2 separate regions of the Zea mays genome follow, and region 1 is linked to region 2. The links are chromatin contacts, called in public Hi-C maps. All regions are on one chromosome and are shown on one strand. The core of a region is the stretch at or near the end of the contact, and the rest is flanking DNA. Distances in the headings are between cores, read along the strand shown. Region 1 has its middle 7.7 kb from the start of LOC100192462. Region 2 holds the start of LOC103631821 (Intron maturase type II family protein).

Region 1 (5,793 bases), core at 1,029-3,528, 44 kb after region 2:
TCTCGGTGCCTCCTCCTGTCGTCGACGACAACTCGAGATCGATCTCGGACGACGACTCGCCATCGTCGACGTCTCTGGTTCTCCCAGCCTGATTGCAGAGTTTGGGTTTCCTCCCTCTCGTCCCTCCCTCCGTCTCCCTGTGCCTAACCCTAATCCTAATCCCATTTGGATCTAGTGACTGGTGATGTTCGTTCATCGCTAGTGCTCCTCGGATCGCCAGAACGAGTTGTAGCTTGACAGCTTGTACGCATGCTTGCCTTCTTCGCTGTCTTCGATCTCCACCTATCGGGGATCCGGTTTGCTTGCTGGTCGCCTGGTCTAGTCACTGGTGCCATGCTTGGACATATATTTTTTTTTTCTATTTTCATCCTCCTCCCATTCTCGTCCTCCTAACTTGTCCGGTTGTCCAACTGTCTCTGGTCTGGTCTGGTGCTCCCATTATCTGCTCGGCTGCTCCTCGACTCCGTTCCGTCGTCTCTGGTGCTCCGGCTTGAAAAGGTGTGTTTAATATCTCGCCCTTTAATTCATGTAATCGTATGGAGCAGTTAGATGTATGTTTAATTCTTGTAATCGTCTGGAGTATAGGTGTACATTCGGGCCGCCCGGCCCGGCCCGGCCCAAGCCCGAAAAGGCCCGTATTGTTTGAATTTCGGGCCGACCCGGCCCGTTTGAATTTCGTGTCGTGCCGGGCCGGCCCATGGGCCTAGCCCTCGGCCCACGGCCCGGTCCGTAATTGCTTAAACGTGCCGGGTTCATTTTGGGCGGCCCGAAATTATAAAAACCCGAAATTCAATTTTTGGCCCAAAATTCACATTAGGGCCCGAAATTCAGTTTTTGGCCCAAAATTCACATTAGAGCCCTAAATTCAAAAAAAATAATAAGACAAATAAATTTGAACAAAATCAAACTTAATATTTGTATTAAAGTTACCACAGCTATGCAATGACTACCTCGTTTATAAATCATTTTGTTAGAAGGAAAAAGAGTATAATCAGCTCTATACAAAGTTCGTAAGTTCAGTTTATTGTCTAATGTTCATAACAAAAGTAAAATTACATCACACACTCTAATTCAAAGATACAAAAAAACATCTAACTAGTATTATCTCTAGCTTTGTGTTTTTATCAAGTATATTAAAGTGTGGAATGAAGTGTGGTTTTAATAAATATATGGGCCTTTTCGTGCCTCTATATGGGCCTTTTCGTGCCTGCCTTAAACGGGCCGTGCTCGTGCCCGCCCATGGGCCGTGACCTCAGCCCAAACCCGGCCCAATATAACGGGCCGTGCCGGCCCGGCACTAAATTATTTCGGGCCGTGCCGTGCCTGGGTCGTGCTTTTTTTTCCGTGCTTCGGGCCGGCCCATCAGGCCCGACCCAAATGTACACCTATAGTCTGGAGGTAACCGGAGGCGACTGCCCGTTGTAGCCGTCAGGCTCGTGGTCGCAATCAAGGTCATGGACCTTGACGCGGCTGCAGAGGAGGAGGGGCGCCGGCTCGAGGACCACAATGAGGCGGAGGATGCTAGGTTCTTCTTGGTTTCGGTGAGACCCATGGAGATCCTATTGATATCGATACTGTCGCCGGCTCTGGAATAAGGATTAGCATAGGCTCCACGAGCCCGCCAGAGTCCGTCCCTGATCTTGATGCTGGTGGTAGCAACTCGAACTCGAAGAAAATGTTCAAATGCTGGAATGACTTTGATGAATTGACTAAAATTGCGAACGGTAAGGAAGTCAGGTATGCTACTTGTTGCAAACATTGTAAGCAAATGCTTACTGCTTGATCTACTTCTGGTACTGGGTGTGCACAATTTATCCCTGGACGTGCCGTGCTTGGGTATGTTACTAGGCACGTGGGCCAGCACGACCTAGCCCAGAACTTTAACGGATCGTGCCTAGTCCGACACTATTCGTACCGGACTGAAACGGGTTCATATCGGATCCGTACGGGTGGCACATTTGACATTTGGACATCATTTATAGACGTAGATGGGCGTTGAAGCTGAGATCCGCCCGTTCTCGGTGGGGAGTACCACCATCTCCATCTTTTGTATCTTACCTCCTGTACCGATCCATATCATGCATGGACCGATCGCCTCGTCTATGCGTGGTCCTTGTTTGGTGGAATCACGTGCGGTGTGCCACCAATTCGACTCGACACCAGCACGCCAACGTAACGATCCGGCGGACCAGAATGGACGATGATGTGGTCGTCAGGTCAGGGTAACCACAGCAGTAGCTAGCACGCGCCGCGCTGCCCACACAGATGCTTGGCTGCTGGCTTCTTGGCTGCATGCATGAACGTATGCATGCCTTGCCTGCTGGCGAATGGCGATGGCCAGTCGACAAGATGCGTGCGACGATGTTTGTCCTTTGTTGACCCGTGAAGAAGCTGTCTCGTCTCGTCAGGAATACATGCATGCATGCAGCAGTCTTTGCATTCCAGTTCAGCTCACCGTGCTTTTGAGATTATATTGACATGTCCATCTGCCATTCGCCCACACGGGCATCTACTCACGACGACATACAGTAATTAATAAAAACTAAAGTAAACTAAACTCTGACCCATCGTCCTTGGAAATTTTCAGAACCAAAACTCCATGGAACTACTAGTACGTACTATGCATGGTTATTTGAGAACCTGCAGCGAAGCAAGTTTTTTATTCAAACGAAGGAACTATTCTTGAGAACGACCACATTACAAAGAAGTAAAAACAAAAACAAATGCGGGACGGGATAGAGACCAGCTGGCATCCTGGTAAGAAAAAATAACCCAAGATTCCAGGAAAAATACTCTCTTCAGTGAGTCCTCACCAAAACAGCGGCGTGAGGTTCTTGAAAGCAGCTCAAAAGTGTACTCTGCTTCTTCTGGGGGCAGGGCGACGGAGAATTTGGTTGTTGTGTTTTCTTTCCAGAAATTCTAACAAACCAATATATCCAGATGGCCGTCCAAACCCCTCTGTTGGGGACTTATTCTCAAATGCTATGAGTTAAGAACAAGGCAACACAGAAAATGTTAATCAGTAAAGTCCTTTGTCCTTCAAAGCATTATTTCCCTTAGGATATAATGGTTTTCGGACGAAGGTTATGAAGGACGTACCTTCATAAACACAGCATACGATGACGAAGAATGAATCATAAAGAATATGAAGGATAACATAGGCAATTATATATTATTATCAACTTATTTTTGCATTATTATTATGGAGAAACAGAAATTACATCGAATTACAAATGTACCTTCAGCTTGGAAAGAGATGAAAGTACAGGTGTAACGCAAAAGTAAATGCCAAATTAGCGTGAACAGTACGGGGGTACTGTTCACCTATTTATAGGCACGGGACACAGCCCATACAAAATTACATTCATGCCCTTTACATTTGGTAATAATTCTACAGTAATCCACCGAGGTCTGAATAGCCTTTTCATCTTTAAGTCGGTTTCATTTTCTGCTACCACGCCGAAGCTTTCCCGCTCACATCTTCGGCGCTCTATCAACCTTCGTATTATTTTGGGCTTCTCCTACTGTGATACCGACTCGAGTCCGAAGATACCTGTTCACATATTATACTCCAGAAATACTATTAAATCCTGTTTTTGAGGACCTTCGTAAGCCGAAGGCCCCCAACAGTAGCCCCTCGCAATATTAATTTGTTAAAATAATAAATTTAGATTGCGACATGGACGAAGGCTTTAAGCCGAAGGTTCGAAAAAACACCTTCCTTTTGCTAGAATAGCAACATTCACTGACAGGCGGGGTCTTTCAATTTTCAACGCACTGGGCGTATAAATAAGATCATACCGCAAGCTCATTTGGCACGCTCTCTTGCCATCTGCTCTCGCTCACTCAATTTTTAGCTCTTGCGCACCAAGATTTGCTTAGCTTTTTAAGTTTTGAAGCTTCGGCATTGAAAACAGTTTTTTAGTGTTTCCGAAGATGTCTGAAGATAAGAAGGATGCTGCCGAGATGAAGCTGAGTCTCTCTGAAGAGAAGAATCTGGGGTTTCTTATAGCAATGTCGAAGACCAATACAGAAAAAATCACCAAAGAGATTTTAGAAGGTTTGTCTGAAGATACTGATGACAGCGACAGTTATGATGTGGATAGTGGTGGTGAAGACTCCGAAGATCGCCCTTGGCGACCAAGCCATGCGGTTTTCGGCAAATCAAGTATCAAAGAAAATCATCTTGTCAACATGAGAGGAAGGTATTTCCGGGACTTGTTCGTTGTGAGGGCCGACGAAGGAGAAAAGACTTGTCTGAACCCTGAAGAAAATGAAGTCGTAGTGTACCGAAGCTTTTTGAAAGCTGGACTTAGATTTCCCCTGAGTAACTTTGTCGTAGAGGTGCTGAAAATATTCGAAGTCTATCTTCACCAACTTACCCCCGAAGCAATCATAAGGCTGAATATCTTCGTGTGGGCCGTGAGAAGCCAAGGTCTGGAACCTGATGCGAAAAGTTTCTGCAATATACACGAATTATCATACGAGATAAAACCTTGGGGTAAGGAACAGTATCACAATAATTTTGGCTGCTACAGTTTCGTTTCTCGGTCTGGGTCAAGCTGTCCCGTGCCAACCTTTTGGAAGAGATGGCCCGGCGACTGGATGACAGAATGGTTTTATGTGAAGAATGACCTGAAAGTACGGGAAGATATCAAAGGTATAATTATGCGCCCTATTTGGCAAAGCTTCGGCCTGCGGAGGCCGAAGGTTGAAATGAATGAAGCTGCCGAAGAATGCCAGAGAGCCTTCGGTGTTATTTGCTCTTTTATTGGAACGAGAGATTTGGTACAAGAGCATATTGCCTTCAGAGTATGGCCGCTCGCGGAAAAATGGGAAATGCCGCAAGAAACCATAAAGGAGGCTGACGAAGGTGGACTTATCAGGCTGAAGTATACTTTCAAGTTCGGAGATAAATTCGTTGAGCCAGATGATGACTGGCTAAAAAGCATTGAAAATTTAAGTGATGAACTGCTTGGGGCTTACTCGAAGGCCGAAGATACTGCATTGTCAGCAGCCTTCGGAGGCCGGAAAAAGAAAAGACTGAACCGGGTGTTTGACGCAATCGGGTTCGTCTACCCTGACTATCGTTATCCCATTCGAGGGCAGAAAAGAAAAAGCACAACCTCTGCGAAAGAAGAAGCTGCAACTGCTCCTAGTGAGCCAGCACCGAAAAGAAAAAGGATAAAGGTCCTCACACATCGGCCACGCTATATTGAACCAGCCTCGGTGCCTGAGTTCACCGGAGAGACCTCTTCGGCCACCGAAGCTGAAAAGCCAACCAAGCCAACCTTGATGCCAGAAGTCGCAGAAATGGCCGAAGCGCCAACAAGAATAGAATTGGAAGAACCAAAGATTTTGTTACCAGAAACCAAAGAGATGGCCGAAGCGCCATCGATAGAAAAAATGGAAGAAGTAAAAGGATCAACCGAGGGATCAAAAATATCAGAAGTTTTAAGTCCTTCAGCAAATGTTGAGACAATAAAAAATCAAAAGGGGCCAGTGGTGACTCCGAAAAGAAAGAGAATGGTCAATGTGTTAGATGTTCTGGAAACAATTAAGTCCTCAAGCACAACTCCGAAGAAGACTGTTGCAACTTCTGAAGCGAAAACAGAAATTTCTGATACTAAGGCTCCGGAGCAAGAAACCGAAGCTGAAGCTGGGCCCTCAGAGCCTACGAAGGTAAAATCCTTGGAAACCGAGGAAGAAAAAATGACGGAGCCAATTCTTGTTGAAGAAATCAGTGCTGTTGCCCCCGAAGCATCGCCCAAAGTTCTTGATTATATTGTTCGT
Region 2 (6,213 bases), core at 2,762-5,261:
AGTTCCAATGCTACTATTTTTGTTCATTATTTCTTCTTTACAGTCTTCTAGAGTACAAAATCCTTGAAAGCTTACATATTGTCAATCCTCTTGTGGGCTAAGTTTTAAGTTTTTAGCACATGTTTCATCTTTTCTCTGGTACCTCATCCATGTGTTGGTGGTTGTTTTGCAAGTATTTATTTTGTGACGTGGCTGCTGTTTATCTGGTTTAGTGTTTTTTCTCTCAATGCCTCATCTCTGGCGTACCCGTATAGGAAATTACTGAAGTCTTGTATTTGCTGACTGTGACCTCTTTCTTAATGTTCAGGTGCGTGATGAGCTTAAAAAAGAGACATTGCAACTTGCAAGTGAGTTATACGTTCTGTTTGTCTAAATTTAAATGATGTTTGAATTGGTTCCAAAAAATAATGGTGCTTCAAAAGTACCCTTTGATTTACAGAACTTAAAATAATATATATGTAACATATTGTTACTCTCTTTGGTGTTGTAAACTACAGGGGAAAATTTAGAAAAGGAGCAGCGGATTTTGGAACTTAGGAATCAGGTGCCGCACTGTCACCTTTATGTCATGAAGAAAGATAACAAACATTGTGGTTCTGTTATTCATTATTAAACCAAATGATCATGCATAATTTATAAAATATATAATACCATGAAATGACAACCTTGTAATACTGTTACTGCAAAGCTTTCTTCTGATTTTGTTCTTATGTTTTTGGCGTTTTATTTCTTTGCTGAAATTTCATTTGCATTTATAATTTTGTGCAGTGCACAATAATTAGAACCACGGAACTGGCTGCTGCTCAAGACCGCCTAACTGATTTGGAGAGGCAAAAGGATGATATTATGAGGTCCTATTCCCCTGCCGCACTGCTCAACAAGCTCCAAAGTAAATATTCTGAACAATAACATCTTGACGGCCTGTTTGGAACGCTAAAATTTCCATTCTTCCTGCATTTTTCCTGTGAAGTTCCTGTGTTTCTTTCTTACCAGTTGCATACTTGTATTTGAGTTTGGTTATTTTCTGATTCAGAATCGGATACAATGTACATTACATGTCAATGTTCAGGCATAATGATCATGCTAGCCTTTCGAACTTTTTCAATACCGGTTCAAAACAACAACAACAAAAAGTAATATGTAATTCCAAGTATTTGAATTTGTAAGGTGTTTGTCACACAAACTAAACATATTGTTGTTTCCTCAGCATCAATGGCAAAGTTGGATGAGGAGTCCGAGGAGCTGCACCAGAAGTTCCTGGAGAAGGACATCGACCTTCCAACCTTTGTGCAGAAGTACAAGAAGCTCCGCACGGCTTACCACAAGCAGGCGTTGCTCCATCTCGCCGGCCAGACATCACTCCGCTGACATCCGGCCAGGCGTCATGGCAACTTTGTTGTATTTCTGCTCGCCTGTTCTTGTTCTACACTATGCTTGGCCCTGTTTTACGAGTGCAGCCTCTTGTAGGGATTTGCCGAACATCAGCGGATATTGCATGTATAGTTTTATGTCTTGCAAAAACGTCTTATGTACTCTGTCCTGGTGTAGTGGTGTTTACGTATCTAGTGTCCAAGTTGGGATTCATTTGTGGTAACTAAACACTTTGCCTATTTTGTTCAATTCGATGATAATAAAGCTTTTGTACGTTTGTGTACACATCCGTTCAGTGTTTTGACCGGAGCACACTGAAACAAATCAAACGTCACACTGAAACAAATCAGACTCCATCCAAATCCAACCCATCTGTAGTGGCAACGTATCGTGTGCTCGCTCAAACCGGTACCGTACTCATATGCGCATATTAAATCTCGGCCATCTATCTCCCATCCAACGACAGCCGGTAATTTTGCAGAGAACTCCTCCCACCATCCTTGGCTGGCGTGGAAAGTTTTACATCTAGCTCCCTCCACCGTTTGGTTCAGGCGCAAATGGGCCAGGAGCAGCTCGCCGCCACCGTCCAGAGTTGCAAATGGATGCCCCCATAAATATTCAAGGATCTGTGCCTTATTACTGCTGAAAATAGCATTGTGCTCATATTTACAAAATACCTGAACATGCCTAAACATCCTGAACATATATATGAAGGCAATCGTGATTCACAATCCTGTGCATATATCCTGAACAGGGGACAATGCTGAACAGCCTGAAAATCCTGAACATCCTGAACAGTCTGAATAATGGTAAAAGAGCAGATTCTGAATAACTGAACGGTTTGATCGGAGAAGATGAGTTTTATCAGGTGAGACAAGTGTGTGATTATGCTGCTCAACCATTGAAGAGATATAATACTTCTTATCTGTACCCAGCTTAACATAAATATGTGCATCACATCCGCATCTTGACTCGGCAATGTTCTTCTGTTTCTTAGTGGGTACATCTGTTGTGTTCTTCCTCTTGAAACCATTTCTTGAACACAAATACCGCTTGTTCACAATTTGACCATTAAGAGACAAATTTTGGGAACCAACCCGAACTGAAAATCCGCCTTCTCTCGCATATGCTTTGTAGAACTCTTCCACATCATCCGTAGAATCAAATGACATCCCAACAACAGGCTTCGTTTCATCCGCACATATAGGTTTGAAATACGAATACTGCAATGTAAGACGAGGGTTGGTTATTGTCATAACTATATAGTATTATTGTGCATGCCAAAATAATGAACAAAAGTGTTCTCAGCTAACCATTGGGGGAATATATGAAGTCTTTGTTGGTGTACTTAAACTGTGAGAAGATGAATCAACTGATGTAACATGTGGTTCATCTAACCAAACATCAAATGAGAGGCGACGAGCTGCCAAATTGTTCATCTCCTTCGAAACTTGGCCTCCCTAGTCATGAACGACCAAAATGAGAGGTCACAATGTCTTCCTGCCACAGTGTGAGAGAGGTGGAGAAGGGGCATTGCTACCTGCGCTTGGTCGGCGACGCTAACCTGCAGCCGGTCGGTGGTGGCGGCGATCTGCGCCCAGGTAGAGGCAGCCACCTACGCCAGGCCGGTGGTGGCGTCCTGCACTAGGACGGCGCCAGGGACATCATCTGTTGGTGTGTCCATGGTGTGATCGTGGGCGGCGCTTCGTTGCCTGTGTCCAGTTCGATAGGCAAAGGAAGAAGAATCACGCTGCCTACTAGCTGAAGCGTCCAGGGGGTTTTCGCGAAAATTGCACAGGGAGGTGGGGAGAGGTGGAAGGAGTATTTCGCAAAATTGGCTGTTGCCATCGGATGTGTAATGGACGCTCTAGATTTAATATGCGCATGTGAGTACGGTATCGGTTTGAGCACACGATATGTTGCCATCTGTAGTAGTTCCCGTGACGCGAAGCGTGTTTTCTTTACGAAAGAACGCAAGTGAATCATATTTAGAAAATCAAACCCACCGTATTGCGTATGTCCAGATTATTCATATGGATATTTAAAACACTGTTTTACACTATATATTATACTATATATTATATTATTTACAAAATAAAGTTTGAAATATAAATTCGCAGAGTAAAGTTTGAAAGATAGATATAATGGGTAAGCAGAACAAATCAAGGAGATGTACACGACAAGCGCTAGCGAGCTAAGGCTATTCATAATAGTAGTTTTATGATGGTTTTATGCATATTTAATAGTGTGCCACATTAATATTTTATATGACATGAAATAATATTTAAGATAAATAAGTTTAATTTGATGAAATTGATTTTTATAAATAAGTTTAATTTGATGAAATTGATTTTTATAGGGATAAAATCATGTCAACCCGTTTACAAGGTCTTAAAAATCGTGTGAAACTCATTGAAAGTGATTTGTTTCATCTTCATATATTTTACTGATTTTTATTGGCTGTTTAGTTACAACATTTAATTAATATGTTAGTCTATAAAATAGTGAAGTAAAATTTTACATTGAGAGACTTAGTTTCATGACACTCTTAATAATATAACAGTGTTGGAAAGAGTGATATGAAATGATCATTGTGATTAGCCTAGACAAACCGACCCCCCACCACCGCCACCCCCGCGGTCGGCTGTGCCGCTGTGCGAGTGCGATCCATTCACTCTACCTGACTACCCACCACCAATTCGTCCAAATTCCCCAACGTCACCTCCCGCGCCATGCCGCCGCGCGCGGTGCTCCGCCGCCTTCTCCCCACCAACCCTCACCACTCCGCTGCTCGCCACGCTCCGCGTCAGGCGCCTCCTCCGCCTTCAGCGATCGACGAGGGACCCCTTCCCGACCCGTATGCGCTCCTCGTTCACGACCCCATCGACCTGCTCTCATCCCTGTGGCGCCGCGCGTTCGCGCACCCGCTCCCCTCCCCCTTCCCCAACCTCTCCGGCTATGCCTCCCGCCTCGATCTTTGGCTCCTCTCCTACCAGCGTGCCTGCGCCCATGCCACGGGCACCTTCCCGCCACGCCACGCCGTCCCGCTCCCCACTCTTCATTCGCTCCTCCGCCTTCGCGCCTCCGCGCTCCGCCGCCACCCCGCCTTCCCCTGGGGCGCATCCACGCACCTCCTCCTCCGTTCCCCCGCCGACAAGCCCTCCACCGTCCCCATCTCCCGCCGCAAGCTCGAAGCCCGGTTCGCGGACGCGCCGCCGCCGTTCCAGGACCGCGTCGTCCAGGAGCTCCTCCTCTTCCTCCTTGAACCAGTCCTCGAGCCGCGCTTCTCCCCTAAATCTCATGCCTTCCGCCCCGGCCGCGGGCCCCACAGCGCCATCCGCTCTGTTCGGTCTCGCTTTGCCGCCTACCTCTGGTTCGTCTCCGCCGACCTCACGGCGGTGGTCGACGGGCTCTCGCCGGACACCATCCTGTCATGCGTCCAGAAGGCCGTCTCCGACCGTAAGGTGCTGTCGTTACTCAAGTCCGCGCTCACCGCTCCTGTCAGGCCTGGGTCTGTACCGCCAATGGAGAAGGACCTCGATGGGCTGACCAAGAAGAGGCTGAAAAGGAAGGTGCTCAGGAAGAGCAGGAAGAAGAAGGTGCTTAACGAGAATGAGCCTAAGCCTGACCCATATTGGTTGAGGATGTTCTTTGGGTTTGCTCCAGAGCAGGCACGCCACGTGCCAAATTATGGACATTGCGGGATAATCAGTCCTTTGCTTGCCAATGTGTGCCTTAACGAATTGGATTGGTGGATGGAGGAGAAAATTAACCAGTACTTTTGCCCATCCAAGCATGATTCAATTTGGAAGGAGGTAGGTGATGATGGGTGCCACAATCCCGCTTGGCCTGAGTTCGTCCCATCAGCTGGGAAGGAGAAGACAAGAAAAATGGATTTCCTTCGATTTGGTTCCCATGTCTTAATTGGGATCAGGGGGCCGAGGGAGGATGCAGTTGACATAAGGAGACAACTGATGGAGTTTTGTGAGAGAACATTTGGTTTAAGGCCAGAGAATTCGATGGTGGAAATTGAGCATATCACAAGGGGGATTGAATTCTTGGATCATGTGATCACGCGCAGGGTCATCTACCCAACCTTACGATATACTGCCAGTGGAGGGAACATTGTCAGCGAGAAGGGTGTCGGAACACTGTTGTCTGTAACAGCGAGCCTGCAGAGGTGCATAAGGCATTTCAGGAAGCTTGAGCTTGTAAAGGGGGACAGGGATCCTGAGCCATTGCCGTGCTCACCGATGCTGTACTCTGGGCAGGCGCACACTAATTCCCAGATGAACAAGTTTCTTGAGACAATGGCTGATTGGTACAGGTATGCAGATAACCGGAAGAAGATTGTAGGGTTCTGTGCTTATGTCATAAGGAGCTCACTAGCAAAGCTCTACGCGGCAAGGTATAGACTGAAGTCTCGAGCTAAGGTCTACAAGATTGCTTCACGGGATCTTAGCCGTCCTTTGAGAGAAAGCACAAGGAATGATGCACCAGAATACTCTGATCTTTTGAGGATGGGGCTAGTTGATGTTATTGAAGGTGTACAATTTGCGCGCATGTCATCGATTCCAACGTGCGACTACACACCTTTCCCTAGGAACTGGGTGCCACACCATGAACTTATATTGCTTGAGTATATTAAGCTGCAAGATCCAAAGTTCTTTTGTGAACTTCACAAGACTATCAAACGTCAGGAAATAAGTTCACCGCAGGATGATGTATCAAAGATGGTGTGGTATTATAAAGTCCACGGTGTTTATGATGACAAAAGATCCTTAGTTGGCGCCAAGGAATTGAGAAATGATGAAATTATCAATGGGAACAAGCAACTTCTAT

What was found. A called contact is a pair of places that touch in the nucleus more often than the background predicts.
Region 1: a Hi-C map of ear shows a contact between it and region 2, with 5 times the contacts expected there. The contact joins the enhancer-like site here to the promoter of LOC103631821 in region 2. A contact is called at or near these places in 6 of 25 Hi-C or Micro-C datasets (ear, leaf, root tip and 1 more) and 1 of 3 datasets of contacts at active chromatin or transcription factors (leaf).

Annotation. Positions count from the first base shown.
Region 1 is chr1:18,377,538-18,383,330 of Zm-B73-REFERENCE-NAM-5.0, forward strand. No RefSeq gene overlaps it. Among protein-coding and RNA genes, the nearest start is that of LOC100192462, 7.7 kb to the right of the region's middle. Within about 2 kb of position 2,279, at least 17 of the 20 cell types and tissues checked have an H3K27ac peak or open chromatin away from gene starts, as enhancers often do. A contact at or near this core is called in ear, leaf, root tip and 1 more, where this site is marked.
Region 2 is chr1:18,332,292-18,338,504 of Zm-B73-REFERENCE-NAM-5.0, forward strand. LOC103631821 (Intron maturase type II family protein) reads left to right here and starts at 4,012. Exons shown (of 1, transcript XM_008653562.3): 1 at 4,012-6,213. The coding sequence starts at 4,104. LOC100284677 reads left to right here. Exons shown (of 8, transcript NM_001413062.1): 5 at 308-347; 6 at 498-544; 7 at 769-889; 8 at 1,208-1,665. The coding sequence ends at 1,368.